2 separate regions of the Hordeum vulgare genome follow, and region 1 is linked to region 2. Evidence: chromatin contacts called from public Hi-C data. All regions are on one chromosome and are shown on one strand. Each heading gives the region's core, a stretch centred on a gene start, on an enhancer-like site or on the middle of the called end of the contact. The rest is flanking DNA. Distances are from core to core; before and after follow the strand shown.

What was found. A called contact is a pair of places that touch in the nucleus more often than the background predicts.
Region 1: a Hi-C map of leaf shows a contact between it and region 2, with 6 times the contacts expected there. The contact joins the promoter of LOC123427087 here to the promoter of LOC123427083 in region 2. A contact is called at or near these places in 3 of 6 Hi-C or Micro-C datasets (leaf and seedling).

What each region holds. Positions count from the first base shown.
Region 1 is chr2H:538,513,068-538,517,146 of MorexV3_pseudomolecules_assembly, forward strand. LOC123427087 (CMP-sialic acid transporter 4) reads right to left here and starts at 1,782. Exons shown (of 16, transcript XM_045111040.1): 1 at 1,506-1,782; 2 at 670-935; 3 at 88-204. The coding sequence starts at 837.
Region 2 is chr2H:537,700,782-537,704,724 of MorexV3_pseudomolecules_assembly, forward strand. It overlaps LOC123427083 (protoporphyrinogen oxidase, mitochondrial), which reads left to right and starts at 1,698. Exons shown (of 17, transcript XM_045111035.1): 1 at 1,698-1,972; 2 at 2,060-2,195; 3 at 2,536-2,601; 4 at 2,710-2,760; 5 at 2,852-2,908; 6 at 3,176-3,261; 7 at 3,481-3,517; 8 at 3,625-3,690; 9 at 3,834-3,874. The coding sequence starts at 1,770. LOC123427082 (U-box domain-containing protein 7-like) reads left to right here. Exons shown (of 6, transcript XM_045111034.1): 5 at 1-370; 6 at 514-1,584. The coding sequence ends at 1,426.

The DNA.
Region 1 (4,079 bases), core at 532-3,031, 810 kb after region 2:
TCATAGCAGGATAGTATACAGATACAGATACAAGGAGTGAAACACAAATAACGAGTGAGGAAAGGATATTGGCCGGCAAGAACTAACCTCGATTATTAGCATTATCATAGCAAAGAAAACTTTTGTAACTTCTGTCAAAAAGTTAACACTGATGGGACTGAACTGAAATTTCCCATCAACCTTGCACATAAAGACTAGGATAGGCTGCAGAGCAAAATAAATTATTAGCAAAATTGTAAATTGTCTGCAATCAGATACAAGCTACAGATTGACTACATGTTTGTACGAACTCCACATTAAAAATGTACAGGTAGTCGTAAGCCGATTTAGTATTTACTCTAGGTGGAACGCTGCCGGATCTGCCAATATATCTTTTTGGCAAATTGATGAAAATTCATTTTTAAGGGAAACAGCAATTGAGCTTATGACAGCACTAGAGCATGAAGTCCACAGATGGTAGCCGTGTTTGGGAAATTCAGAAGAAAAAAATCTCTGGCAAATTGAGAGCACAAGCAAACCTAAATTACTAGAAGAAAGACATAATCATACATCCATACTCTATCAGAAGAAGCACATAACATGGATTCTGATTCCCATTATAGTGTTACATTTTTCCAGTAAACATATGCCACATTCTCAATCCCATCCAAACAGGCGTTAATGAAATACCTGAAGGCCGACCAAGACGCAGTCCCCGGACACAAGAAGGAAGTTGAGCACACGCTGTTTGGATGATATCTTGCTCTTGTGCTTGTCATATGCCCTTGATATGCTCCTGGGGGTCGCCACCACCTTGGAGTGGCAGACGCTGCATTCCATCACCCCATTCCTCTGCATCTTCTCAAACCAACCAGGACCAGCAGCACCACAAACAGCACCGGTAAGATATATATATCACTCTATAGCCGTGACATGTAAGGATTCCCTGCGCACACCTGTGTCCAAGACATAAAATTCAAAATGAGCAAACTAATCACTGCAAACCGAGTAACTACTACTCCCTCATTCCAAATTATAATATGTTTTAACATTTTTTTAATCAGATGCATGTAGACGTGTTTTAGAGTGTCTGTTCTCTCATTTCAGTTCGTATGTACTATGTAGTCCATATTGAAATATTCAAAACGTCTTATAATTCGGAACAGAGGTGATATTAGTTAGCATTTCCCTCCAAATTCACAACATTCCGCAGATTCACATATATCAGAGCCGAAATGAAATTTAACAAAAATAGCATGGCCGTGAACATAAAAACACATACTAACTTGCAAAGCCCGATATGACCCCCCATGAGCAGCTAGCTAGCTAATCCATGGAAGATCACAGAACTCCTAAAAAACACGCGACATAGCTACTGAGTCCCTGTCAAATGCAGAGCAACCGCGTGCTGCTGCCTACACCACTGGATCACAAGTCCAGAGTCAGACTACCCAAAACAAGTTCCAGCATCGCAGAAATGAGGCGAAAGACGAAGATATAAGAGGAACTCGTGCCCTCGACTGTACCTCGGGGGAGGTGGGATCGGCGGGCGGGATCTCGCAGATCTAGCCCCGCCGGAGCACAGGGAATCTGGCCCTGCCGGCTAGGTGCGGTCGGGGTTGCTTCGGCTGCGCTGCCGGCAGGCGCGCGGGTGCTTGCGTGGGCGGGGCGGCGGGTGGCGCTGCGGGATCTCGGGTCCGGGCGGGCGGGAGGGAACAGGGAAGGGAGGTGTGAGCGCGGAGGTGGAGCCGTGGACGGGGAGGTGGCGGTGATGACGGACGGGAGGAAGGCGGGTGCGCCTCCGGTCTATTTATTTTGCGTTTCGGGATTTGTTTTGGTCTCCTTCCTCTTTGCTGGAGGAAATGTTGGAAAGTCCCCGAGATTTACATCTTTCTTGTAGTCAGCCAATGCATGTTTTGTTCAATCCTTTCTTTTCTTCTCTTTTTTTTGAAATAAATCATGGATATGCATAATGGTATGCCCTCCATCCAAACACATATGATATGCATAAAATGGTATGCCATCCATCCAAACACATATGGCCTAATACAAAGTGCTTCAAGATTTGATTTGACCATCGCTTTGATCAATAGTAGATGAGATGTACGCTATAAAAATTATAGTATTGAAAAATCCTTTGAAATATGAGTTCAATGGTATGCTTTATGTGATATATATCTCATACTTTCTTTGTTCCTAAATAATTGTTGTTGATAAGAATTAAACTAGTTCTTCTCAACTACAGTTTTTTTTAATACAGAGGAAGTACATTATTAATATTATGGATGGTTAAATGTAAAAAACAAATGCTTATAAGTCCATATATGGATGTGATGAACAGTAAAATCGCTAAAAAAATAAAACAAAATCAAAAAAACTGAACTTTTTTGCAAGCAAGATGCTCAAATGTGTAATCTCCGTACAAATTTTGATGAAGTTTGGACATTCGAGGAGCCCGTGACAATAAAAAAATTATCTTTTTCGCACGGAGTTCAAACATAGAAGCATCTTACACCACAAAAGGGATTTTTTTTTTCTTTACTGTTCACTCGGTGCATCTGAGCTCGGGTTTGAGATTGAATAATCGGTCATATATATCAAATAAAGAGAGTGCTATAAGATGTAGGGCCAGTTCTTTTTTCTACAGAATCAAGATTCTGAAAAATTCAGAATCTGCTTCTTACAAAATTTGTCGTCCATTTCTTTTCTAAGATTGCAGTTTGAAATTATGGATTGAGTTGCGTGTTGAAATGTCGGTATTGCCCTTTGTTGTTTTAAAAGGTATTCTACCATTACCACTCATCATCCTCACATTAGCATCGAACAACAACATTTACCCATCGAATACCACTATTTATCTGGTATCAAAATATCACAGTAGAAAATACAGGAGAAAGAGAGGAACACCATATTCATCTAACAACATCATTCATAAAAATTCGTACGCTACCATCATCTAATAGTGTGTACTCTTTGTCAACATCGGCATTCTTCCATCTGATAGCATATAGAAATCTATTTATCCATTCATCTAACAACAACACACGGGAGGCTTCAATCCATCCATGCAGCTAGCAATTAACATACAAAATAGAGGAACAAAGTGATGATTGCCGTGGGTTGTACGAAGGAGATCGCTGGGCGACTGATTTGCTTCAAAGAGAGGGATGGCTGGCTGCGTCGGCGTCTGGTGGAGGCAGAGGGGCCACGGCCGTCGCTGTTGTCTAGAGGCGGTAGGGGAAGATGGGGTACGGAAGGAGTCGGGACCGGTGGCGATGAGGAACGGGCCGGCGTAGCCGATGTCCAGGATGGCGAGGCGAGGCCGGCGGAGACGTTGGAACCCTAGCGCTGACCCTGCTCGAGGTCGCGCGATCCAGACGTGGGTAGGTCGATGGCATTTTTGTCGTAATAACCTGCTGCAACAGAGACACTTTTTAATTCGAACCATTTCTTTTGAGGGAGTAGCCAAAATCTTGAGATTCTGGGAAAATCCAACTATTTTAAAGATTTTGTATTGCACTAGGATTCTACAGAATCCTCTCAAGATTTTGAAGACGCAATCGAGTTCTTTTGGCTGCAGATTTTTCAGACCAAGATTCTCTATAATCTGCTTAAAAGAACTGGCCGTATACACCTGCAGAGTTTGGTGCAAAAGCATATTACTACGTGCCAATGTAAAAGGACTAAAATAGTGCAATTTGCAAAGTGAACCAATAAAGTTAGAGCATCTTCAAAAAAAGTTTTTTACATCTCAAAAAAGAGACAACTCCAACAGATGATGTATATTGGAGATGTACAAGTGCAACTCCAATAGATGGTGTATTTGAAGATGTAAAAACTAGTCAGTCGAGACCCGGGAGGAGCGCCGACGAAACGAGTGACGGTAGAAGGTGCGTCAGTGGCCGAACATCGAGATTCAGGAGGTCAAACATGGCGGGGGGAGCTTGAATGGTCGACGACGTTGATGTGTATCGATTGGTGGACTGGTCGCGACGGGGCAGCGGAGTGGCGACCGTGTGGTGCGAGAAGGTCTATTCCCGTGACGGAAAAGCGGCAACGGCGTAGCGACGGGTGTGCGGCTTTAATTCGACAATGATGGG
Region 2 (3,943 bases), core at 448-2,947:
ACGTTGCTTTGGAGAAGTGCTCTAGCCAAAATTCCAGGGAGTCGACATCTGAGACATGCGAAGAAGAAGAGGAGGTCTCGGTGGAGAAGTGCTCTTTTCAGAATAACCCTGTGGAGGCTACACCCGAGAGATGTGAACGCTGGCTGCGTGTGCTAAACAAGGGCAGTGAGTGCATCGATGAGCAGCGTGAGGTGGTCGAGCAGGTCAGGTTCCAGTTGAAGGATGATGATGAGCTCAGGGACTATGTGGGTGCTAATGGTATTACTGAGCCACTCACCTGCTTCCTGAAGATGGCTCTCAGCAGAGAAGACGTGCAATCTCAGGAGGTCGGAACGATGGCTCTTTTCAACCTTGCTGTCAGCAATAACAGGTATATATATATCAAATGTAGATCATTCTACGTACTCCATCTAATCATAGTGTCAGAGAAAAGGCTCTTTGCAACAAGCATAGGTAGATGATCTTAGCTCAGTTCTTTGGCCTGATCATTTCAGCTCCATGTCTGCCTTGTAGGAACAAGCAGCAGCTGCTCTCAGCTGGAGTTATCCCCCTGATGGAGCAGATGATACAGAAACCGGAGACCTGCGAGGCAGCGGTGGCGATGTACCTCAACCTCTCTTGTCTGGAGGAGGCGCAGGCCATCATCGGCTCGAGCGAAGTCATCCATGTCCTGATCAGGTGCGTGCAAGAAGAAGGCTACCGTAGCGGCACCTGCCGGCTGGACGCGCTCCTGACGCTGTACAACCTGTCCCTGCACGCGCCCAACATCCCGCCGCTCCTGTCGTCGGGCATCGTCCAGAGCATCCACGCCGTCCTGGCGCCGTCGTCGTCGTCGTCGTCGTCGTGGACAGACAAGGCCCTGGCCGTGCTGATCAACCTGGCGCTGACCTGGCCCGGGAAGAAGGAGATCGCGGCGAACCAGGCCATCGTGGGCGACATCGTGTTCATCCTGGACAACGGGGAGGCGGCGGAGCAGGAGAAGGCGGTGTCGTGCCTGTGGATGATCTGCAACGGCGACGAGGGGTGCAGCCAGACGGTGCTGCAGGAGGGCGTGATCCCCGCGCTGGTGTCCCTGACGGCGAACGGCACGGGCAAGGCCAAGGACAAGGCGCAGAAGCTGCTCCGGCTGTTCCGGGAGCAGCGGCAGCGCGAGCTGGAGCAGCAGCAGCCGCGGGTGCAGCTGTTGGAGTTGGCCAGCCAGGCCGCCGCGCAGCAGGAGCAGCAGCAGCAGCAACAGGAGGAGGAGGAGGCGGCCGCGGCAGCAGAGGCGGACGCAGGGAAGACGGCGGCTTCCGAGCAGAGCGGCGAGGGCAGGAGGCCGGCGTCGCGGCTGAGCAGGTCCAAGTCCAAGCGGCTGGCCAGGGTCATCACCTGCCTCATCAAGAAGTGGACGATGAAAGGCGGCGGCGACAGGTGTAAACTGTAACACCGTCTTATGCTCTCTCTATTTTCGTGCGGCATCGTCACATTCACCAAAAATGTATGTGCCCGTGAGGAAAAGCTCCATGTGTAATTACAACTAGCCAAATCGTACAGACGTTCAACCGGGACCGCCCGTCCGAGTAAAAATGATTTTAGTGCTCCCGGAACAGCCGATTTGCATAGCGAAGGCGTCGTGGCACAACCAAGGCGCCGCCTCCGGTTTCGACCCACTGACTAGACTAGTCTACCCACCCTGCCACCTACTACTCCGCGGCTCCGATCGGCGACACGACAGCAACGGAGAAAGGCGACGGGCGACTCCCCTCCCCATCCAAACCCCGAATCAAATGCTCACTTCCGCCACCGCTCCCCCCTCCTCCTCCTCCTGCTCGTCCCACGCTCCCGCCCGCTTCGCCTCCCCGTCCCGGCCCCGTCGCTCCGCGTCCGCGTCCGCGCGCGGGCGAGGGCGCCGCGTCCGCCCCGTGCTCGCCATGGCCGCCTCCGACGACCCCCGCGCCAGGTCGGTCGCCGTCGTCGGCGCCGGCGTCAGGTGAGGCCACGCGATTTCAAGCCGAGTTCTCGGGTGGTCCTGCGCTCGCGCACGCGAGGTGTTTGACGGAATGGTGGGTCCGTGCAGTGGGCTCGTGGCGGCGTACATGCTGAGGAAGAGCGGCGTGCGGGTCACCGTGTTCGAGGCGGAAGACCGCGCGGGAGGGAAGATACGGACCAACTCCGACGGCGGATTCCTCTGGGACGAAGGAGCCAACACCATGGTGAGCCCATCTCTGTTTGTTAATAACCTGTGGTGCTGTGCGTCGCTGTCTCTGTATGCCACGGATTGTGGCGAAGGCTGGAGCGAGTTGAGCGACCTGTCTACATTATTGGCGTAGTGCTCGTTGTAGCAATTGCTCGTGTGGGCAGTTGGTCTCTTGGTGGGGCATGTACATGTACTCTTCTCCTTATTAGGATTCAAAATTGAAATGGAAGAAGCATGTGTTTGTGTGTGCAGTTGGTCTCTCGGTGGGGCATGCACTCTTCTCGTTATTAGAACTCAAAACTGACATGGAAGCTGGCAGATTAGCTGATGAAATAAATTGGTTCTGTTACCTGCAGACAGAAAGTGCACTGGAGGCTAGTAGGCTAATCGACGATCTTGGTCTTCAGGACAGACTGCAGTATGTATGTGCCAATGCTATCTTCGAATAATTAATATGTCTGCATTCTGTATTGTTGTCTGTAAATTGTTCCCATCAATATATTACCTTATAAGTTCAATGTCTGTTTCAGCCTAACTCCCAGCACAAGCGTTACACCGTTAAGGATGGGGCGCCAGCACTGGTAAATAGGGTTTCCATGTGATCATGCATCTTCTTTTCTGTTTTTTCTTATTGTAGCTCACCTTTGAGTCTTCTCCTTGTTGTTCCATAAGATTCCTTCAGATCCCATTGCGCTAATGAAAAGCACTGTTCTTTCTACGAAATCAAAGGTATACCCTTCTATTTAATACTATCTGCTTCAGCCTACAGTACATGCTACATGGCACACTAACCCCTTTCAAATGAGTTATTTATTGCCAGTACCACTGATAGATTGGAATGCATAACAAATACAAACGTTTTATCGTTTGCTATTGCTAATGCCCACTACCAGACCTGAATTAGCTGGTTTCAGTAACTAATTGACAATTTGTAGATTCTCCAGATCTTTTTCTTTCAAATTTGATTCTGCTCTGAATTCTTTCTTACCCTTGCAGTTCAAGTTATTTCTGGAACCATTTCTCTATGAAAAATCTAGCACAAGGAACTCCAAAAAAGTGTCTGACGAGCATTTGCGCGAGAGGTGAACCTTCACACTTGGTGTTTTGCATTGGTGTAGATGCCAAATGCTATCAAAATAATAAATGGTTACCTTCCGTATGAAGTGTTTAGGTTTTGAGAGGCTGTCTAGCACTCCAGTGTTCCTTAATCCTCACCTGCTTGCGGTTTTACGTAGGGTTTGTAGTATGTATTATTTGTTTAAAGGAGATAATTGAATATTCCTTTTTTGACAACTTTACAGCGTTGGGAGTTTTTTTGAACGCCATTTTGGGAAAGAGGTGAGCTCTTTCCTTACAACTCATCAATAATTTAATCATATACAGTTATAAGCTCTTCAGCTCACATCATAACCAGCCATAGCTAAGAACTTCCATGTTGGTTACAGGTTGTTGACTATCTTATTGATCCATTTGTAGCTGGAACAAGTGCAGGAGATCCCGAGTCATTATCTGTAAGTTACTACTGTGTTATGTGTGCAAACAGCATATGAGCTTTTCCGTGTGCTTAATGTTGATAATCTAATAATTATTAGTCCAGACCATATCACCTTGTCAATTAACTGTGCTGGCTTTAAGTAACAACCGTCTTTTGCAGATTCGTCATGCATTTCCGGGGTTATGGAATTTAGAAAAAAAGTAAGTTTGTATATTTATTTTATTTGCTAGCGGTGATCTATTCTCACTTCTACACTTTCGTTAGTTCTC